2 separate regions of the Mus musculus genome follow, and region 1 is linked to region 2. A link is a contact called in public Hi-C data. All regions are on one chromosome and are shown on one strand. Each heading gives the region's core, a stretch centred on a gene start, on an enhancer-like site or on the middle of the called end of the contact. The rest is flanking DNA. Distances are from core to core; before and after follow the strand shown. Region 1 holds the start of Casp9 (caspase 9). Region 2 holds the start of Cplane2 (ciliogenesis and planar polarity effector 2).

Region 1 (2,862 bases), core at 299-2,798, 580 kb before region 2:
GCTAGGACTTTCCCTTCAAACCACTTTTCTTGATCAGTATGGGCCCATCCAAATGTGTTCCTGAGCCTACTTTTGTTATTATTTGGCAGCTAACCACATGACTCTACACCACTTTCTTCTATCTCCTTCACTGGACCAAGCCACGTTCCAATACAGATGCTGGAGACAGCCTTGTAGACAGTCCCCCAGGGCCTGGCACTCATATCCTCTCAGAAAGAAATATTCCCTTTTCAGACCTGTGGTGAGGCATCAACTGGAACAAAGATGCTAAAGTGGTTTTTTTTTTCTCTTTTTAGAGTCCTTTAAGAGTTTTTACTCTGTATCTTCCAATAGAAGATGCATTTATGCATACAGCTATCCTGTTTTCTCTGTAATTTTCATACTCATCTTTAGACTTTGAACAAGTTGACCTTTTCCCTTGTGTAATACAGAATTTTATCAAGCTAAAATTGAACTCTAGTACAATGAAAATAATACTGCCACCATTATATTTTGATCCAGAATAATTCCACTCACACAGTAATCCATATAGCGTAGAAATTCAATACACCCCTTTACACAAGCCATCAACATTGTGACTCATGCTCTAGGTTTAAGTGGGCGAAAGTGGATTAAAAAAAATCAAATGTTTGATTTTATTCTTCTGCATTACCTGCATCAAATTCCTTCTTTTCTGAACTCCTTTATAAAACATGCACTTGATAAAAGCCCAGCCAAAAAAGACAGATCCTGATTCTATGTCCTTGTCCTAGGACAGGATGACCACCGTTCCATTTCACAGCCCTAGAAACTGAGATTCAAAAACGGGAAGTGACTGGTACAATGTGCCAGTATAAGGCTAAAGTGGGTGTCTAGGGCCCTTATACTAGAGAAGAGAAAAATCATAAAAGTTCAAACGGTGCAGATTACAGACCGCTTTTAACAAACACTCCACAAAAGAGGAGCATGGGTTCTTCTATTTTATTCTTGTGGCGAACTAAGAGGGCAGTACTGGGGAAGGTTTTAAAAATGGAGTTCCCACACCATGGTTTCCCAGGGCGTGGATTGCACAGGGTGCAAAGCGGAAAAAAAGGGCAGGAGCTCCGTAGTGGCTTCAGAGAACCTCTCAGCGACCTCCCAGTCCCTATCTGCGCCGCGGGAAAAAGAGGGCGGACACAAGGAGGCGGGGCGCACCTGAATATCCTCGATCATGTCGCGCGTGAAGAGCTCTCGACTCAGCAGAGCGTCCCAGAGCTCCGCGACTTGCAGCTCGCTCACTAGGCGCACCCTGCATCGCCGCAGGAGCTGCCGGTCCGCCTCGTCCATGGCGAGCCGATTGCGGGACCCCGGGTTCTGTCCGCTTCCGGCCCTCGGGTTCCGCCCCGGCGCCCACGCCCCGCCCCCACATAGCGCCTCCAGGGATCCCGCTCCGGCCAGCGGTCACCCGGTCCACTGGGCTCCGCTCCGCCCCGCCCCGCCCCGCCCCGCGGCCTGTGACTCGCGCTCACTGGGCTCCACCTCCGCAATCAAAACAGCTCCCACGGCCGCTCACCCCACCACCAGCCCCCAACACCTCCCTCAACGCCGCGCTCTCAGGCCCCGCCCCTTCGCCACGCCCTACGACCGCGCTGCTTCGCCACGCCCACTGGCGCTGCATTCAAGCTCCGCCCCATCACTTCGCCGTACGGACTAAGACCTGCCTCACATGATAACGCTTCTCCCCTAGGACTCGCCCCTCCTCGCCTCGTAGACCAGCAATCCCGCCCTACCGAGTTCCTTCGCCCCGCCCCGAAGCCCTCCTTTGCATCCCAGACTCTCCCCTAGGGTTCCAGGCCTTGTGGTTGCCTTGCTATCTTGCTCCCATTTGCTGGTTCTGCTTAGCGGTAGTTGTAACTTTTCCCCTCGCATGGCGATTGCTCTACCAAAATTCACAATGACCCTACTTCTACAGATACTCAAAGGATCACGAGAGAAAAGGGAAGAAAACCACGCCTAGACATTTGTCCTAGATCTTTCAAGTCCCTTGCTGGCTGTGGCTTTCTAACGCTGCGGCTAGTAAACCTCTTGCTGCCTGCTGTTTCAGGGCTATCGTGCCCTCAATCTAACCAAGCTCATTGGTTAGATCTCGCTCTCTTTCCCTCCTCAGCACCTCCCCCAGAGAAACTGCCAGGAATCTAATCCTATGTTCTCTCAGTTTTGTACCACTTATTTCCACGACTTAAAAAGTAATTGAAATAACTGGAGAGATGGCTCAGCGGTTAAGAACACCAACTGCTATTCTGAAGGTCATGAGTTCAAATCCCAGCAACCACATGGTGGTTCAACAACCATCTGTATTGAGAAATGACACCCTCTTCTGATGTCTGAAGACAGCTACAGTGTACTTACATGTAATAAATAAATAAATCTTTAAAAAAAGTAATTGAACAAGGTCTGAAGAGATGGATGGTTCAGGGTAAAGAGGACCAGCTGTTCTTCCAGAGGTCCTGAGTTCAAATCCCAGCCACCACATAGTGGTTTACAACCATCTGTAATGGGATCTGATTCCCTCTGTGCATGAAGACAGAGTGCTCATATATGCATTAACTAATTAAACACATTTTTAAAAAAGTAATTGGGCATTGTGCTAGCCCCTTACGCTATTCTCTCTGCTAGCCTTATGCCACATTCCTGACAGGGATATAGTTATTCCTTGATGACAGCTGTAGACATGTGTCAGGGATCTCACAGCGTGACCAGAACCAGAATAGACTCATAGCCAAGAATCCACCTTGGAATATGTCAAACGATAATATTACACTTGTTTCCTGATTTGGGCATCAGTCAACATTTCCTTCCATAAAATAGGATGTACACTCGGGAGGAGCAGCTGAGGTGAATTTA
Region 2 (2,793 bases), core at 180-2,679:
CTTTAATCCCAGCACTTGGGAGGCAGAGGCAGGTGGATTTCTGAGTTCCAGGCCAGCCTGGTCTACTGAGTGAGTTCCAGGACAGCCAGGGCTATACAGAAAAACCCTGTTTCGGAAAAAAATTAAATTAATTAAAAAAATATATATATATATTACAATTTCTTCTTTAATAGGGAAATATAAGCAAAAATATTTACAGCTACTACAAATAAATCCCCAAACCAACTCATTGGGATCTTTATGAGTTCTTAAAACTGCACAGCAGGAGCTGGAGAGATGGCTCAGCACAGGCTGCTCTTCCAGAGTTCAATTCTCAGCACCTACATGGATGGTGTCTCACACTGTTTCCTCTTCTGGTCTGCAGACATTCATGCAGACAGAGCCCTCATATACATAAAATAAATAAATAGAAAGTTGAATAGGCAGGACATGGTGTGGTGATGCGTGACTTTGATCCCAGCACTTAGAAGATAGAGGCCAGGTGGATCTCTGTGAGTTTGAGGTCAGCCTGGTCTACATAACCAGTACTGGATACACAACAATGAATACTGGCAACATAGTGAAACGCTTTCTGAAACAAGGTTGCAAGGTTGCTGTGCAAAGTGCCCAGCAGAGGGCATGACCCCAAGTGAGGGCTCAGTCAACAGCATCTCTGGTGACAGTTGCTGTTGGCAGGCATGGGCTGTTTCCAGGTTCCTGGCTCTGTTGGTGGAATTAGCTTTAAGGAGATTTGGGGAAGGGGGCCTGAGACTAGAGGCTAGAGGCGGCACCCAGGAGACCTCGATGGTCAGAAGTGCTGTGGGGCAGGTTCCACAGATCTGTTCCTGCCGCCCCAGGGAGTGTCAAGAGTGTACTAGTGGCACGTGGTGAGGTCTGGGGGACGGGGGTGGGGTGAGGTGGGGTGCCGCTTACCAAACTCCCGCCGGCGATTCTTGCGCAGGATGCAGGCTAAGTACTCCTTACCCTCGACCGTCTCATGCCAGTCTGGGACAATCACCGAACCGTGCATGGGAGGTCTGGCCATGCTTGAGTACGCCAGTAAGGTAAGGATGTGTCCGAATACTGGGAGTAGAAGTGGAGAGAGGGCCAACCATTATCGCAAGGCGACTCCGAGGTCCTTAATCTCTCTCTGGCTTTCCTTTGGAACCTGGATCCCCATCCCGAAGGTGCATTTCTATAGCCCCATCCTTCTACATTGCTCTCTGGGGAACTAACCCATCCTTGTCCTGGGAAGGTATTTCCACAAGTCCCCTCTGCCTTATCTCCTTCCGAGCCCCACTTCGCCTCTACCCCCTCAATTCCGACTCCCGGGACCACCAACCTTCACAGTCCCCGCCAGCAGGGTGACGATTTAAAAGCCCGCCCTTCTTTTCTGTCCTGCCAGCAGAGCCTGCTTCCGTCAGGTCAAGACGCTGACCACGAAGCGCATGCGCAGAAATGTTGCCATGGCGACGCAGGCGGAGGCGGGGCTCCTGAATTCCGGCGGGTCTTTGTAGGTTTTGCAAGGTCTGCAGCTCCTTCCCTAAGCAGGATCTTTCTTATTCGACTTTACCAATGTGAGCTCATATTTTCCTATCAAACATGATCATCTCCCCCAGAAAGGAGGCTTCATCAGTTTTCTGAGCCTCTTAAGTTTCCTTTTCTACAAAATGGATATTATTTCCTTTCTTTTTTTTCTTTCCCTTTCTCCTCCTCTTCTTCTACCTCCTCCTCTTCCTCCTCCTCTTCCTGCTCCTCCTCCTCTCTTTTCTCATCCCTCTCCTCCTCCTCCTCCTCCTCCTCCTCCTTCTCCTCCTCTTCCTCCTCCTCGAGACAGGGTTTCTCTGTATAGTAGCCTTTACTGTCCTTAAACACTCTCTGTAGATCAGGCTATCCTTGAATTCACAGAAACTCCCCTGCCTCTTAGTGCTGGGATTAAAGGCATGTGCTACCATGTCTGGCCATTTATTTATTTACCTTCACAGGGTTCTTTACAACCATGCTGGGCAGCAAAGCTCAGCAGGTTTAGTTCTTACGCTCCTGTTATTAACATCACAGCTCCATCAACCCTGCCCAGCAGGTCCAGAGTCAAATACCTCTGGATTGAGGCTTCAAGGGGCTTTGTAAGAGGTCTGAATAAAGAGCCATTTGTCTACTAATTGATTTATTCATTCTTGTCATTCAACAATGACCAAGCCCCAACTGTGTGCCCAGCATCTGGTTGGTGCTGGGAAGCAAGGGTGAGCCAGAAGTCCTGCCCTCGGACTGGATGCTCCGGCCCGGACCTGTGAGCAACCCCAAAGATGGCAGCTCAGGAAATGCCTGTGAGCTGCACAAGATGAGCGGGTGTTTGAGACACTCTGAGTGACGTCTGTCATCTTCACCAGCATCTCGAGCAGCGTCTTCAAGGAGGGCCAGCCACTGCTTTGCAAGGAATGAGTTAAGTAGACTCCGTGAGGGCCGCTTGCCCTGGAGTCTGTGGACACTCATCTCTATATAAACAGCTTCATGTCTTTGCTACTCCAGATGAGGTAGCTGGAACACACCTCGTCAGTGGAAAAACAGACTCAGAAGCCTGGGTTACCTGACTCTAAAAACATGTTATCTATCCGGCCAGACTGGGTTCTGGGTTTTCAAGACTTCACCCTCGGCACCTAGGAGTGCTAGTGAAGTCAATAGCAGCAAGGAGGTCACAGACCCACGGAGGCAGACGGAGGTGGGCAAGGGAGGAGGGTGCAAGAGAGGGTGCTTCGGTCCCTGCCTTACGAGGCAGCAAGGCTGTGCAAGAGGAAACCATTTCTACTGGAGTCTGTG

Evidence for each region. A called contact is a pair of places that touch in the nucleus more often than the background predicts.
Region 1: a contact with region 2 is called in a Hi-C map of regulatory T cells, with 7 times the contacts expected there. The contact joins the promoter of Casp9 here to the promoter of Cplane2 in region 2. A contact is called at or near these places in 1 of 484 Hi-C or Micro-C datasets (regulatory T cells), 1 of 115 datasets of contacts at active chromatin or transcription factors (pancreatic cancer cells) and 1 of 9 other capture datasets (liver).

The regions. Positions count from the first base shown.
Region 1 is chr4:141,792,298-141,795,159 of GRCm38.p6, reverse strand. Casp9 (caspase 9) reads right to left here and starts at 1,548. Exons shown (of 9, transcript NM_015733.5): 1 at 1,174-1,548. The coding sequence starts at 1,305.
Region 2 is chr4:141,212,592-141,215,384 of GRCm38.p6, reverse strand. Cplane2 (ciliogenesis and planar polarity effector 2) reads right to left here and starts at 1,429. Exons shown (of 6, transcript NM_001081174.2): 1 at 1,322-1,429; 2 at 913-1,062. The coding sequence starts at 1,024.